Linked DNA regions of Zea mays: region 2 is linked to region 1. A link is a contact called in public Hi-C data. All regions are on one chromosome and are shown on one strand. The core of a region is the stretch at or near the end of the contact, and the rest is flanking DNA. Distances in the headings are between cores, read along the strand shown.

Region 1 (2,864 bases), core at 34-2,533:
TGCCCATGCTCGGGCTGCCGCTCTCGTGGTCAGCGGCCGGGCCAGGAGACTCTGCTGGTGACTCCAAAGCATGGGCTGGCTCGGGTGGACTATCGGCTGATTCGCCGCCGGCCTCGGCCGTCGACGGCTCTTCCGAGGCGGCACTGCCACCGCCGCTGCTGCTATCGTGCGATGCGGCGGCTTCATCTTCGGACGGGGACGCGGAAGGGCTGGCCGACGAGTCCTTGGGGGCACCGGCGAGGGCCTTCTCTGACGCGGCGCTCTCGCTAGTAGGTGACGCAGCGCTGGACCCGGAGTCGGGCGCCTCGGAAGGCGACGCCTCTGACTTGGAGGCCGTCGCCGGGGCCTTGGCCGGGGTTGCCTTCGGTGTCTCTGCAGCATTCTCAGGCGACGCCGTGGGGGCCTTCTCAGACTTGTCGGGCGAACTGCTGGGTGCCTTTGACGGCGTGGAGGCCGAATGCTTCGGCGAGGCTGCCGGGGCCTCCGCGGCGAAAGCCACGGCGGCGGAGGCGACGAGGAGGAAGGCGGAGAGGGCAAGAGCGCGGGCCATGGTGCGTGCGTGCCTGTGCTCGTTCGATCGTTTTCCCCGACTAGTGTGTGGCGGTGTCACAACACATGGAAGGTAGCTAGCGTCGCCACGGGAGCTATATATAAGCGACGATGAGAGGAGCACGGTGGAGTCGGTGGCTATGTTTGGGGGGTCTCTGTTTGTCTCTCTGCGTCGCGGCATGTTGAGTGCATGGTCTCCTCTCGTCCGCCTGCGGCCTGCCGACGAGGGCGGTAGCCGATGGGGTGGTGCGCGCCATACGGAGGCCGAAAATGGGCGGGTATTTTTGGCATGTTTATTTGCAACCGTTGGATCTGCCTCTCTCTCAAATCCGACGGTTATACGTATGTATGCAGTTATGCATGCAAGAGTGGTTGCAAGCTTGACTAGACTTGACTGTGTGATTGACGGTGCGAGTGAGTGTCACCTCGAGTTTGTTCTTATGTTCATGCTCCAGTTCAAGCTAGAAAAAGATGATGTTTTAATAGTATGGGATGCCAGTTGTCAGCACTCCCAAACTAGAGATTATCTGCAGCTCCCAAACCAGAGATGATAATCTGTTTGGCTGCCCTGTAGTCATAGCCGTCGTAGCTGTTTGAACTGTTGCAGCTGCAATCGATAGAGATAAAATACTTTAGAAGTCATAGCTCCACCCGAATTAAAGCTACAGCAAACCAGAGCGAACATGCATATCTACCATTTCTGAGGGTAGAAGACGATGACGTTTGAGCTTCACAAGGGTAGTTCTACTGTGTTGTCAGAAAAAAAGAAAACAAAAAAGGGAAAAGCGCAGTTCTACTGGGCTTGAAAGACTCACAACACGTTATGACCCACTGGATAGAAGCCCACTATCAGTCAACAAGGGAACATTCTCACACCTTCCTCCGCACAAGCCACCGACACCAGGGCCCCACCCCCTCAGCGCCCGCGCCAACAGCGTCAACTTCAACACCAGCTCCACCTGCTGCACCTCCGCTCCCGACTCCCTCCGCCCACACGGATCCCGAAAACCCTAACCCTAGACATCGCCCCGCCGCCGCCATGGACCCCGCCGGCGACCCGGCGTTCCACCGCAACGAGGCTATCTCCGCGGTCCAGGACGTAGACCAGTACTACGGAGACGACGACGACTTCGACGACCTATACAACGACGTCAACGTCGGGGACGGCTTCCTCCACGCCTCCCACCAGGCGCCACCACCGCGGCCTCCGACTCAGCAGGCCCCACCGCCGCAGCAGCTCCATCCTCCGCCACAGCAGCAGCCCCCTCCGCCACCACAGCAGCAGCCGCCGGCCCACACCCTCCCACCGCCGCCGCCGCATGTCCCGCCGCCGCCGCAGCAGGTACGCATCCCGGGGGTGGCCGTCCCTGCTCCTGGCATACCTCCAGGTCAGACCAACCTCCATCCGCCGCCTCAGCCGCTAGCCGCGCCCGCGCCGCCGCCAGCTCAGCACCACCAGATTCAGCAAGGCGACGGGTTCCACCGATCTGGAGGGAACTTCGCCGGCGGCCCCATCGTGGTCGGGAATGGTGGCGCTGCTGGCGGGGGTGACGGCCCTGGCGGCACGACGCTGTTCGTGGGGGAACTCCACTGGTGGACGACGGACGCGGATCTGGAATCTGAGCTTATCAAGTATGGTTCGGTCAAGGAGGTGAGGTTCTTTGACGAGAAGGCCAGCGGCAAGTCCAAGGGCTACTGCCAGGTCGATTTCTATGACCCTGGCGCAGCTGCTGCCTGCAAGGAGGCCATGAACGGGCACACATTTAATGGACGTCCATGTGTTGTGGCATTCGCCACACCCAACAGCGTTCGCCGCATGGGCGAGGCGCAGGTGAAGAACCAGCAGGCTATGGCTGCACAGACATCGAATATGCAGCCCAAGGGTGGCAGAGGGGGCGGTGGTGCCGCAGGGCCACAGGTGGGCGGTAATTATGGTGGTGGGCGTGGAGGAGCTGTTGGATCTGGTGCCGGTGGTGGAGCAGGCGGAGGTGGTGGAAATTGGGGAAGAGGTGGCGGAGGCATGGGGAACAGAGGCCCTGTTGGTAACATGAGGAACAGGATGGGCCCAGCTGGCGGCGGCCGCGGGATAATGGGGAATGGGGGGATGGTTGCACCGCCGCCACCAATGATGCCACCGGGTGGAATGCTGGGGCAGGGCTTTGATCCTGCTGGTTATGGCGCTATGGGAAGGATGGGTGGTGGGTTTGGCGGTTTTCCTGGTGGACCAGGGGCTATGCCATTCCCTGGGCTGATGCAGCCATTTCCGCCGGTTGTCGCTCCACATGTTAACCCAGCTTTCTTTGGTCGGGCTGGGA
Region 2 (3,068 bases), core at 121-2,620, 390 kb before region 1:
CTAATGCGTAAGGTAAAAACGAGAAATAGACTTGATTTGTTCGATTGTTGGGGGGTTCAATCGGCCGTAGCCCTTCATCTATATAAAGGGGGAGGTCTGGATCCGTTTCCAACTGTTTCCCGAGTTAATCCCGCGGTTTTAGGTAACAAATCCCGCGAGAAACTAGGAACCCTAACTGACTCTGCGCGCGCGCGGACCGTCCGCGCCGCCACCGCGGACCGTCCGCGCCGCCACCGCGGACCGTCCGGACCGCGGACCGTCCGGCCTCAGGGCCGGACCGTCCGCAAGGCTCATTTTAGCCTTCAACAGAAGGATGCATATCTGAACATATAACAAACAAAAAATGAAGAACAAAACTAGATGAATGTCCATCATTACCACAGTCGACGGTCTTGTTGGTTTTGCCTTTGGGAAGAAGCTGGTACCACCGGGTACCAAGCGACAAGTCATCGGCAGACAGCACATCCTCTAATGGCACCCTCAAATGGCCCAGGAAGTCATCCATCTGGAGGATGTCCTCGTCATAGACATCAAGCTTGAGCACATCTTTGATATCACCGACAAGGAAGCTGAACTCCTGATCCCAAGTCGGGTTGAGGTTCATCTTGATCACCTTGGTCTTGAATCGCTGCTTCCCGAGCTGCAGCTTCACGTACGGGTCGCTGAAGCCGTTGGAGTCCATGGCCCGCAGGTTGCGGGCCTCGATCACACGAACAGACAACCTCATCTCTGCTCCTCAGCTGAACCCAAACCAGTCAGGAAAGTCTCCTCGGCAGAAATCCCCAAGTTGAGATGAAGAGGAATCGCCAACAGAAGCGTAGAAATCTATCAAAGATCACTTCTTTCCCTACAGAAGCCTAGAAATCTATAGATCACTCCTTTCCCTATCCTGAGCGAAACTCCGCATCAGAAATTCACAAGAACAGTAGCTACCCCAAAAGCAACCGGCAAGACAGTGGTCGCTCTCCAATCCGCCCACCCCAGGACCAAAGCAGCAGCAAGAAATGTCACCAATTCAGATCAGATATCGCTCCTTCCATTGACATTGCCAAATCCAACTTAAAGTAAAGAATCCCCAGTGACGCGGACACACAAGTACTGGATCAGATTTACACGCAGCAAAGACAGCGGAAGCAAGAATGGGTAAGCAAAGGCCCACACGCGAATAGCAGGGACGGGAAGGCAAATGAGGGACGGAAGAGAGCAAGACGCGACCGGACCTGGAAACCGGTACGAGTATTTTACGGCTGAAATGCGCGTTCTTGGTTGGATCAAGTCAAAACCTCCCACATGGACTTGGGGTTTCGTCAACGACTCACACACGAACAGAGCAGAAAGCGGAGCGAGGAAGGGGGAGGCGCCGCACAGTGACGCGTACGCGGGGGAGGGGCCTTGGCTTTCCCTGTTTCGATTCGGCGCCTCGTGTTGTCTCCTACTCTCCTTTCCTTTTCTCCCCCTCGCGAATCTTGTTTCCTCGGCCCTTCCCCGCGGTTCGGGTCGCCGTCGCCTGCCTTTTGAAACCGCAAGACCTTTGGAGAAACTCGTCAGGTTTACGGCACATAACTGACGGCTATGGCTCTGTTTGGCTTTGCTCCATTACTGCGAGTGCCAAACGTTCAGGAAAAAAAAAGTGAATTCTTGGCGTTTTTAGTAGCGTTAACAGGTGATTTTTTTTGGTTCGATGTAAAATTCAATTAACTTCCAGATGAATCTTTGGTTTGCTGTTCACGAGAGGGAAAGTTTGTCTCACGATATGTGGTTACTTTTGTCAATATGCCTCGACCCAAAAAAAATCAGCACTTTTGCTATTATGCTGCTGGTGCTAAGAGCAAAAGCTGGCAAAAACCAGTTACCTTGCTGCCCTGATAAAATGAAATGAAAGCTCGACAATAAGATTAAAAAAACTGTCAAACATTTTACTTCAACGTTTGACAAACAAGGGTGCATAAAAGTTTTCCCACATTTTGACTGAGCGAATGGATATCAGGATATATGAGTTGGATTTAGCAAGAGAGACTACATTCTAGGACCAAGAGAATAAATTATTATAATCTATATATCTTAGGTCCCTCTAAATCTTTAGAGCTAATTGTTAATCAACTAATAAGTTGTTAGCTTGCAACTAATAACTAAATAGCAATTTAAATGATATAACTAACGATTTAGCTGGTCTATTAGGGGGTGTTTGAATGCACTAGAGCTAATAGTTCGTTAGCTAAAAATATACTAGTAGAATTAACTAGCTAACAAATAGTTGGCTAACTAGTACCTAATTTACTAAAAATATCTAATAGCTGAACTATTAGCTAGGATGTTTGAATGTCTCTAGCTAATTTTAACCACTAACTATTATCTATAGTGCATTCAAACACCCTGATCCGTTCTAAATTTCTCAGCTAATTTTAACCTACTCAACTTTATAATCCATAATCCAAATCATTACGATGTAAGGCAATTATTTAGATTATTATAGATTCGTACAATCATCTATAAAAAATACAGACATGCCAAGACAGCAAATTCTAATAGCACAGACATAGTTGTGGCTGTTCGCTTCGAATTACTGGCTGTTTAAACTGCTGCAGCTGCGATATATAGAGACAAAAACACTATAGTAGAAGTTGATATGGATTAATGCCAAGCGAACAGACTCGTGGTCAATGTCCACTCTCGCGGGCTATGGGTTGTGGGTAGCGACGGTTACAATTGGGCCAGGCTACAGAAGCGTGCACGGGACGCCGCCGCCCGCTGTTGGGGCGAAGGCGAAGACGCCACCCTTCGCTCGAGGCCTTCGCCGTAGTCGTTGGTCTAACGGAGACAAGACAACGGGCAGGGACACCCTTCGCCCCATACGACATCGGACGAAGACCTGCGACGAGGTCATCCCACCGTGCGGCCTCGTCCAGCACGGAGGCCCACGGGTGATCCGGCCCATTGTAACGGGCCCTGCGTGACCGCTGCGTGTTACAGGCCTAAGTTGTAAAGGCATCCCTGTAATTACAGTCTGTAACCCTGCTTTATGGGAATATTCTAGGGATAACCTAGGTGTCTGGGGGCACATGCGTCCT

The links. Hi-C and Micro-C count contacts between places; a contact is called where the count stands out from the background.
Region 2: a Hi-C map of endosperm shows a contact between it and region 1, with 2.8 times the contacts expected there. The contact joins the promoter of LOC100383749 here to the promoter of LOC103641426 in region 1. A contact is called at or near these places in 8 of 25 Hi-C or Micro-C datasets (bundle sheath, ear, endosperm and 3 more) and 1 of 3 datasets of contacts at active chromatin or transcription factors (leaf).

What each region holds. Positions count from the first base shown.
Region 1 is chr1:186,985,753-186,988,616 of Zm-B73-REFERENCE-NAM-5.0, reverse strand. LOC103641426 (cleavage and polyadenylation specificity factor subunit 6) reads left to right here and starts at 1,283. Exons shown (of 2, transcript XM_008664777.3): 1 at 1,283-2,864. The coding sequence starts at 1,373.
Region 2 is chr1:187,378,633-187,381,700 of Zm-B73-REFERENCE-NAM-5.0, reverse strand. LOC100383749 (C2 and GRAM domain-containing protein) reads right to left here and starts at 1,370. Exons shown (of 9, transcript NM_001355451.1): 1 at 379-1,370. The coding sequence starts at 727.